Linked DNA regions of Sus scrofa: region 2 is linked to region 1. The links are chromatin contacts, called in public Hi-C maps. All regions are on one chromosome and are shown on one strand. The core of a region is the stretch at or near the end of the contact, and the rest is flanking DNA. Distances in the headings are between cores, read along the strand shown. Region 1 holds the start of RBM10 (RNA-binding protein 10). Region 2 holds the start of UBA1 (ubiquitin-like modifier-activating enzyme 1).

What was found. Hi-C and Micro-C count contacts between places; a contact is called where the count stands out from the background.
Region 2: a Hi-C map of embryonic fibroblasts shows a contact between it and region 1, with 1.9 times the contacts expected there. The contact joins the promoter of UBA1 here to the promoter of RBM10 in region 1. A contact is called at or near these places in 1 of 5 promoter capture datasets (liver), 5 of 47 Hi-C or Micro-C datasets (alveolar macrophages, embryonic fibroblasts, heart right ventricle and 2 more) and 2 of 2 datasets of contacts at active chromatin or transcription factors (alveolar macrophages and skeletal muscle).

What each region holds. Positions count from the first base shown.
Region 1 is chrX:41,771,134-41,776,139 of Sscrofa11.1, forward strand. It overlaps RBM10 (RNA-binding protein 10), which reads left to right and starts at 2,099. Exons shown (of 24, transcript XM_021080368.1): 1 at 2,099-3,125. NDUFB11 (NADH dehydrogenase [ubiquinone] 1 beta subcomplex subunit 11, mitochondrial) reads right to left here and starts at 2,746. Exons shown (of 3, transcript XM_003135056.4): 1 at 2,108-2,746; 2 at 186-316; 3 at 1-22. The coding sequence starts at 2,314.
Region 2 is chrX:41,807,599-41,812,223 of Sscrofa11.1, forward strand. UBA1 (ubiquitin-like modifier-activating enzyme 1) reads left to right here and starts at 3,128. Exons shown (of 26, transcript XM_021080354.1): 1 at 3,128-3,289.

The DNA of each region.
Region 1 (5,006 bases), core at 849-3,348:
CCGGCGGGCCCACTCCTGCATCCTGGAGGCAGCAGCGTGGGGGTAGACTTGAGGGAGCCTCCATGGACACCAATCCCCATCTTAGCTCCCATTGCTGCACAGGGACAGGATTCCTGACAGTCTCTTTAAAGCTCCACCCCTGCCTCTGCCCCCACCCACCCCACTCTCTTGGACACCCCATGCACCTGTAGTCAGGCAGATAAGCCACAAAGGTGCTGCCAAGGACCAAGACGATGGAGAAGCCAAAGAAGAAGACGACCCGCATGTTCCAGAGGTCCACAATGGGGTCCTTGTCATAACCGTGGGAATCTGGGTTCTGAGGCAAAGAGAAGAAGAGGTCAATGAAGGCTTCCTGCCACTCCACAAAGCAGTATAACCCGATCTCCAATTTCACCTTGGACCAAGCTCCTCCCTCCCTTCCTAAATTCCTCTCTATTCTTAGGATTTGTCAAGCTCCTTCCCACCACAGGGCCTTTGCACTTGCTCTTTCCTCTGCTGGGAAAGCTTTTCCCGCCGACCTAGCTGTGGCTGGATCTGCCTCCTCAATCAAGGTTTTGGCTTCATCATCGCTCCCCTCAGGAGGCATTTCCTAGTCACCTTGTCTATTAAGTTGAGCTAGAGCAAACTGACATTTTTAACAGGTCAAAAATTATTGAATATTGGCAATTTCCTATGGCTCAAACTAATAAAATAACTCCCTACCCCAAGTCACTATCCATTCACTTATCTTGCTTAACAGTCTTTCTAGCATTTACTTGTTTGCCAAAGCAGTATAGCCCCCAAATCCTCTGATCACATTATCTTATATTATTGATTGCATACTTTATATCACTGGGTTTTTTTTCTTTTTTATCTTTTTGCCTTTTCTAGGGCCGCTCCCACGGCATGTGGAGGCTCCCAGGCTAGGGGTCCAATCAGAGCTGTAGCTGCTGGTCTACACCACAGCCACAGCAACTTGGGATCCGAGCCACGTCTTCGACCTACACCACAGCCCACAGCAACACCGGATCCTTAACCCACTGAGTAAGGCCAAGGATCGAACCTGCACCCTCATGGTTCCTAGTCGGATTCGTTAACCACTGAGCCACGACAGGAATTCCTCTATATCACTGTTTTCTAATATTCTATACATTTATTTTCCCTGTTCTCTGCTATCATGTATGCTCTGTGAAAGCAAGGGCTTTATCTAACTCCCATGTGGCTGAATCCCTAGCACCCTGAACTTAGCCTGGCACACAGCAGGCCTTCAATACATATTTACAGAATTAATATATAAATGAATAAGCATCCTACAGAGCCAAGCTCCTCAACCAAAGGTTAGTATTGATGAAGCATCTATCACGTGCCAGGCCTTTTCACAAGCACAAACTGCACAATATCCTGGTAAGGTGGAAAGTGGCAAGAATAATTAACAGCTTCTAATGGTGAGTACTTAATAAGTGCCAATTGCTGTTCTGAGCACTCTGACTCATTTAATTACACGAGGCAGGTGTAATATTTTATTTTTTAGAAAGTGTCCTAATACTTTCCCCATCTTTCAAAGAAACTGAAGCACCAAGGGGTTAAGCTACTCGCCCAAGGTCACATATGTAAGTAACTATCAGGGCCTGTATTCCAACTCAGGCATTCTGATTTCAGTCTCTGCTAACAGGATAGCACAGCAGACCTGATTCTGCCACACATTCAGTTAAGTGAGCTTGGAGGAGTCACTTAACACCTTCATGCTTCAGTTTCCTCATCTGCAGAATGGGTATATTAATAGTACCTACCTCGAAATAGGGCTGTTTTGAGGATTAAATAAGTTAATATTATAAAGTGTTTCGAACACCTGAGCAAGGACCGTATCAGTGTTTAATATTATTGCTGTTATGGTATACTGCTCATTTCAGGTTTGATATCTGTCTGGAAAATAAGGTCAGTCTCGCCTCTGGCCCTGAACCGAAGGTTATCAGGGGACAAAGGAGGAAAAGGAGCTAGAAAGAACTCCCAAATCTTTGAGGATTTTGCCAGCTGCGCAATCCTCAGCCGACTAAGTACGTCCTCTACGGCGCCCCGTCCGCAGGTCCCCGATTGACCCTTGCGGCGTCCCGTTTCCCCTCCCTCTCACCTTCTCATAGAGGTTTTCGTCCTCCGGATCTGGGTCCTCCTGCAAGCGTATAGTCGGTTCCGGCGGCCGCTTTCCCACCAGAGCGGACGGGGCGATCACAGCCCTGGAGGAGCCGGACTCCCAGCGAACACGGGCAGCCGGGAGCCCTCGCGTCGCCGCTGCTGCTAAAAGGCGGCGAGCGCACAAACCTAACACCCCGGCCGCCATGACAGCTCGTTCTGCAGGCTCGCGGGGGCGGGGACGGAAATGTGACTCTGCGCAGCTGCAGTTGGGCCTGAGCGCGAGAATTGTCGCTCCGCCCCCGCCGCACTAAATAGGTCCCGAGTTGGGATTTTGTTTTCAAACGTCCTCTTTCCCTCCCTCTGTCATGGCCTCACGGGAGCAACCAGCTTCCTATCTTCTCGGTCAGGCTGTGGAATTTCTGGCCGAAAAGGCTGCTTATTTTCTTGACGAGAAGAAAACGGTGACACTTGGGTGGATGCAGTCCCCAACCAATCTCGAGGAGAGTTCCCGTGCCCTTTGGCGAGAGGGGCGGAGCTTCCGCTGGTCTTTCATCTTCCTAGGAAGCCGAGCTTCTAAAAAGCGGGCCTCGCCGGATTGGCCAATAGCTACTCTTTTTCTCGACTTGCGGGCGTTCGCACGGGGAGCGGGGTGGTGGCATGCGCTTGCCAATCAGAGCAGGCCAGGGCTGGCCCACGAAGGACGGCGACCAATAGACGGGGCCGGCCAGAGCGCGCTCCCTTAGTAGGTGGATGGTGGTCGAAGCGCCGGCTCCCTTCTCGTCGTCGCCATTTTGTGCTGGTGATCGCGGCCGGCTGGGAGTAGGCGGCAGTGAGTTGCCCGGGGAGGGCAGCGCGCCTGGGCGCTCCTTCCCTCCCCAGTCCTCCGCCCTTCCGCATTCAGCCTCGGACTGGGTCGTTGCGCGGACCGGCTCCGGCTGAGCTGGGAGAGTTGGAGGAGGTGGCGGCGGGCCGAGGTGATGTCCGGGAGCCCTCCCTTGACAGCCCGGGCCGAGAAGGTGAGCGTCGACGCTGGTCGTGGGGGCGGAGGTAAGGGACCGGGGGCGGGGGTGGGGGGGGGAACGCGTAGAGGAGGCGCGAGGGCGAACTGCGGGCGGCAGGTTTGGGTTTTCGTGCAGAACCCCCGATGCTCACACGGTCTGTGCTCGGGAGGGGGTGTCTTTTTTTGTTGTTGTTTTTTGTTTTTCTCCTTTTGAGAGCAGAGGCGCGTGCGCGATTGGGACACAGGATGGGTGCACGCGGGTTGGGGGAAGGGAGGGACGGATGGGAGTGGGTTACTGTGGCTTAGTGTGTCTGCGACGCCGAACTTTATCCGTGGGAGGCGAGTGTCTGCGACTTTGGTTTTTATCTATAGGAAGTGTGCTGTCTGCTCTCCTGTGTGACTTTGGTACTTACCTATCCACGGGGAAGTGTTTGGTGGCTCTGGTCCTTATTCTTGAGTGGGGGAGGAGGGAGAACGTATGACTGGGGTCTCTATCCTCGGATCGTGTGTCCGTAACCCTGGTCCTTATCCATGGGGAGGGGTCCTTATCCCAGAAAGTCTTCTTACAACTGGCCCTAATCCACTTACTGGGTGGGAGGAAGTGCAAGGAACGTGTGTAAGACTTAGTGTCCCTTCTTTGCGGGGGTGGGGGGTGGGGGAAGAGGGTGTTTCGTATCTGTTACTCTGACGCTCATCCTGTGAAAGGGGGCCTCAGTGGATGATTATGGCTTGTATTTACCCTGGATTCCTGTCTGTGATTTTGGCCCCTAGTTATTCGGGGCTTGACTCTGTTGAGTTTGTTCCCTATCTGTTGTGGATACCAGTGTATAACCCTGGCTCCTTTGCCAGATCTAAAGGGTTTTGTGTCCGGCTCTCATCCACTGGAGCCCCTGGTCGTGATTCTAACTCTTAGCCATCCGGGAGCGGGTAGCGCTGGTTCTCTGTGGCTTGAGGAGGAAGAGAAAATCGGTGTGAGTGTATCCGCGGAGGAAAGGTGTAGTGGCAACCTAGTTTGGGGCAGGTGCTGTTACCACCTGGCTTTGCCTGAGTCTTGTTCAGAGGGTGGGGCCTAAAGATTCCGGGATACTTTGTGGTGACCCCTGGCCTGGTCTCAAGGCTCTCAGGCCTTCCTTAGTTCTCACCGGAGCCTGAGGGTTGGGTAAAGTGACTGCCCATACGTCCCGGAGGAATAACACATCGGTTCAGAACAGGCTCCGAAAGGACTCGTTTTGCTTCTGAACAACTCGGGTCCAGAGCTCTGGGGAGGGAGCCCCCTTGGGGGACCTGGCTGTGCATAAGAGACAGGGCTCAGGGCTGAGCCAGTTGCGGTGCGGAGCCAAAACTGTGTTGGCCAGGAGCCTAGGGAGGCGGCAGCTGTGTCATTGCCAAGTTAGCCCCGTCACCCCCTGAGCCTTTCGTGGTCTCCTGCCGTGTCAGAGTGGGCAGCCAGCGTCTTTGGGGGAGGATGAAATATTCCCTGGAGGCTCGCGGATGGTAGCCTGGTGGGTGCCTGGGACCCCTGTTGTGGTGTCTTGCCCCGATGTCTAATGTGCCTGATCTGAGACAAGTCACCCAGCACTGAGAGCCCACTCTCCCCTGCTGCCCGCCCGGGCAGATAGCTCTGGGCTTGAACTTGTCTACCAGTCTCCAATGGCAGAGCCCTGATCACAGACAGCATGGGTGGCGCCACTGGGTCTCTCTGCGAGATGCTCCCCCTCTGCTGAAGGCTATGCTGTGTCTAGGGTGGCGGGCTCTAGCTTCACGTTTGTGGGGAAAGAAAGGAAGGAGCAAGCCAAACAGGGACTGCCTTCCTGCTCTGGTCCCCAGGAGTATTTCGAGTTGGGAAACAACATCGCTGGGCTCAGGGACAGCAGAGAGCCTTGAAAAGGTTTTTTCA
Region 2 (4,625 bases), core at 1,878-4,377, 37 kb after region 1:
AATGAACAGAAAACAAGTGTGAATACCTCTAAATTTATGAAAAGATGCCCAAGTTTATTCCTAATAAGAGACATCCAAATTATTATTATTTTTTGTCCTTTTGTCTTTTCTAGGGCCGCACCTGCGGCACATAGAGGTTCCCAGGCTAGGGGTCCAATCGGAGCTACAGCAGCCGGCCTATACCACATCCACAGCCATGCGGGATCCGAGCCACATCTGTGATCTACACCACAGGTCACGGCAACGCTGGATCCTTAACCCACTGATGGAGGCCAGGGATCGAACCCGAGTCCTTGGGGATGCTAGTGGGGTTTGTTAACCGCTGAGCCACGATGGGAACTCCAGAAATGTAAATTATAATTACACTGCACTGGCAAACATCCAAAGGCTTTGACAATCTGCTTGGTGAGGCTGTGAGCCAGCTGCAGTCTCATTCGTGGCTGGGGGCAATGCGGAACGTCACAACTCTCCCCCCCCACCTCCCCCCCACCCCCCGCTTTCTTACCTCCACAGGCTTTTTTGCTCAAGCTGTTCCCTCTGACTGGAATACCCTTCCCTCTCACTTTGGAAAGTCCAAATCCTGCTTCAGTTACTCCTACTGATCCATGTGAAGGCAATCAATGCTTCAGAGAAGTTGGCCACACTGATGGCTTCAGTCGTCACCTCTGATGGTCCCCAAATCCATCCCCTGAATCTCGGACTTGGCCCCAAACTGTTCACTCAACTGACACATTCCAGACCTTGGATGTCTAACAGGCATCAAAAATGTAACACATCCGGAATTTCCCGCTGTGGCGCAACGGAGATCTGCGGCTTCTCTGAAGCACCATGACGCAGGTTCCATCCCCTGCCCGGCACAGTGGGTTAAAGGGATCCCGTGCTGCCACAGGTGAGGCTTAGCTCGCAACTGCAGCTCCAATCTGATCCCTGGCCTGGGAACTCTGTATGCCTAAGGGTGGCCAAAAAGAAAAAAATATATAACACATCAGAAAACGATCTCTTGATTTTGCCCCCCTCTTGCTCCTAGTGGAGTATTTCCCATGTTAGTTAATGACAACTCCATCCTGCTGCAGCTCAGGTTAAAAAACTGCAGGTCAGCCAGGACTCCTATTTTTTGTGCCCCATAACTGATGTCACAGCCAATCCTGGTGTCTTGACTTTCAACAACCAGTTCAGGAGTTCCCATCGTGGCGCAGTGGAAACAAATCCGACTAGGAACCATGAGGTTTCGGGTTTGATCCCTGGCTTCGATCAGTGGGTCAAGGATCCAGCATCGCTGTGAGCTGTGGTATAGGTCGCAGACGCGGCTTGGATCCTGCATTGCTGTGGCTGTGGTGTAGGCTGGCAGCTGTAGCTCCGATTAGACCCCTAACCTGGGAACCTCCACAGGCCATGGGTGTGGCCCTAAGAAGCAAAAAAAAAAAAAAAAGACAAAAACCAATTCAAAATCAAACCTCAGCCCCCCACCAACACCACTTCCTCTTTTATCACCTTGGTCTGACCCTCTCTCATCACTTCCTGGACCCTGTCCACTGGCTTTTCTGCTTCCACTTTCCCCCCTACAGTTTGTTCTCTCTCCACACAGAGCAGCCAGATTATTTATTCTAAAATATAATGCATATAATGTGATTCCCCTACTTAAAATCTTTGTATGGTGCCCCATAGTTCTTAGAATTGAAAACCAAACATCTGGAGTTCCCTTCGTGGCTCGGTGGTTAACGAACCCCACTAGCATCCATGAGGACTCGAGTTCGATCCCTGGCCTCCATCAGTGGGTTAAGGATCCGGCGCTGCCGTGAGCTGTGGGGTAGATCGCAGACACGGCTTGGATCCCTCGTTGCTGTGGCTGTGGCTGTGATGTAGGCCGGCCACTGTGGCTCTGATTAGACCCCTAGCCTGGGAACTTCCATATGCCGTGGGTGCGGCCCTAAAAAGCAAAAAAAAAAAAAAAAAAAAACGAAAAGTTCTGATGAAAGACTGTTCTTGACTGTTGCAAGGGCAGTGATATCCTTGCTATGTTCTTTGCTTTGCTCCTGGTGGCATGCCCCTAGTAGCCACTCAATAAACCTTTTTCAAATGAACAAATGTGGAGGATTTGAGGACAGGATACGTGATACAGAATTTGGGATAAGGTGATAAAGGCATTTTGTGTTAAACATCTTTGCTCAAACATCTTCCCAAGGAGGCCTTCCTTGACCCCGCTATTTAAAAATGTTACCTGTCCCCACTTTGTTCTATTTTTTCCAGTAACATTTAGCAGTTATCACATATATATTGTATTTATATATGTATTTAATTGTATATTCACATGTGAACATAGACTATACACAATGTATTTAATATGACATTTATTGATTTATTTTGTGTCTTTTGGGGGCCACACCCACGGTATATGGAAGTTCCCAGGCTAGCGGTCGAATGAGAGCTGTAAGCCACCAGCGTAGCCACAGCCACAGCCACACGGGATCCGAGCCGTCGCCAAGGCCGGATCCTTAGCCCACTAAGTGAGGCCAAGGGTGGAACCGGTATCCTCATGGATACTAGCCTGGTTGAGTACTGCTGAGCCACAACCGGAACTCCTATAAGACATTTACAGATGTAAATTATTTACCTATTGACACTATCATGTTATGTAAACTATGTAAACTTTATATGTCCACTTTATTTTATATAATTTACATTATAGTCACATGTTTTTAATATAATTGTAATTTATTTATTACATTTACGGTTTGTATCTCTCGCTAGTGTGTCAGCTCCGTGAGGGCAAGGAAGAATCCCTAGCACCTGGCCCACAGCTTGAGCTTCATAAATGTCAAATGAAAGAACTCCTTGGGCTACCCGAGCCTCAGTTTTCCCATCTGTAGAATGGGTGTGCCTTTCCCTGTGTTCTGATCCCCTTTCCTATGTCCTCTGCAGAGCACAGGTCCGGCAATTCCACAGCCCTAGTTTACATTTTCCCAGGGGCGCGGATGCTCACCACGTGCACCGGCCACCGGCCCGACCCGGACTACCATCCCCAGCATGCCTAGCGCGTTCGGAAAGTACCACAACCCTCAGGGGTGTCTGGGTCTGACATGGGCGCCGACGGCGCAGAAGCAGGGGCAGCCTCCCCTCTGGCTAAGTATCTGTGGTACGTTCCAAACCGGGGGCCCTCCAAGGCCCCGCGCTTCCGAGCTCCGCGCAAACTCTGGCTCTTCTTGAACGGCGGAGGTGGTTTGCTCTTCCGTTGCCCCGTGGCTTCGGCTCCTCTCCAGCAGGAAGGCGAGGCTTCCGCCCGGCGCAGGGGGTGAGCTGGAGCACGGTACCCCCAGCCTCCTGGACAGCAGTAGTTAAGGGAGGGGGCTCAATTTCGGGGATCCCCGAATGGGCATATTTGGGGGCTCTGGGCCCGGGGTGGCATTTAGAGGTGGCTTTTTTGAGGGAACCTTTAGCAAGGGGCGTTTAGGGACTCCAGGGTGGGATTGGGGAGTTTGTTTTAAGGAGCTTCCCTTGGAAGCCGGGTTTATATATCCCTCGGAGGCAGGCTTTATATATCCCTTGGAGACAGGGTTTGGGGGATGTTTGGGGAGACCTTTAGGGTCCGTGTATGAGTGCTCTGTCTACGGGGCAGGATTTGGTGTGCTTCGCAAGGGTGGAGGCAAAGTTTGAGGTTCCTGAACTCAAGGCGGAATTTGGGGAGGGCTCGTTTCAGGAAAGGTCCTGATGACAGGGGGAACGTTCGGGACCGACGTGGCATGTGGAGTTATCCGTGGCCTTTGTGACCTCTAGTTCTATTATGATGTCTCACCGCGTTTGGGTATTAGGGGCGGGGAGACTGGGCAAGTTGGGGCCCTCGCTTTTTTTTTAGGAAGAGGAGCCCCTCGCTCAGGCTGTGGAAGAGACGCCGGTAGGCTCTCCCCGAGGGGTCAGGGTGCCACCGGGCCTTGGTGGGCCGTGGCTTTTTTCCTCATTCATGAGGAGGTGGGCTGTCGAGGAAGCCCGTTTTTGCCCCTTTCACACCTGGTCCGATGGAAGTATCAGCTTGTGAATTTTTCACGAAGGGGAGGATCGGTGTGCTGTAGGGGCGTTCTGCAGCCTGCCCGGCAAGTTAGATCTCATTGATTAAGCGTAAAGGTGAGTAGGGCCCGGAGTTTTCTGTGGCTTTTCCAGGGGCGTAGCTTTTACGGCTTCATCTGCATGATCCGCTGTTAGCTTTCCCTTAGAGGTTTCAGGACTGAAGTTTTGCATCTTGCGTCCGGGACGAGGCCTCCCGCATTGTTCATTCCTTATTGCCCAGTAACCCCAGAATTATCAACAAAGGCTGTAGATGCCAATCTCATTGATCCACGCCAGCTGGTGTGATCTTTGGCAAGTTGTTCTGTGAGCCTGAAAAAAATGAGTCTGAGCATAATGATGATCAGATTAGTTTACACTCATTCGGCATTTTATTAGCCCATTTAATCCCCACAACAATCCCAGGAGGTAGGTTATTATCATCCCGTTTTATAGATGAGGAAACTGGGACACCAGGAGGCCAAGTAGTTTGCCTGCGGTTACTCCCCGTCTGTGAGTGGCTGGGCCAGGATTCTAAATCCAGTTAGTCTAGTTCCAGAGTTTGTAGTCTTAATCAAATGTCCGAATGT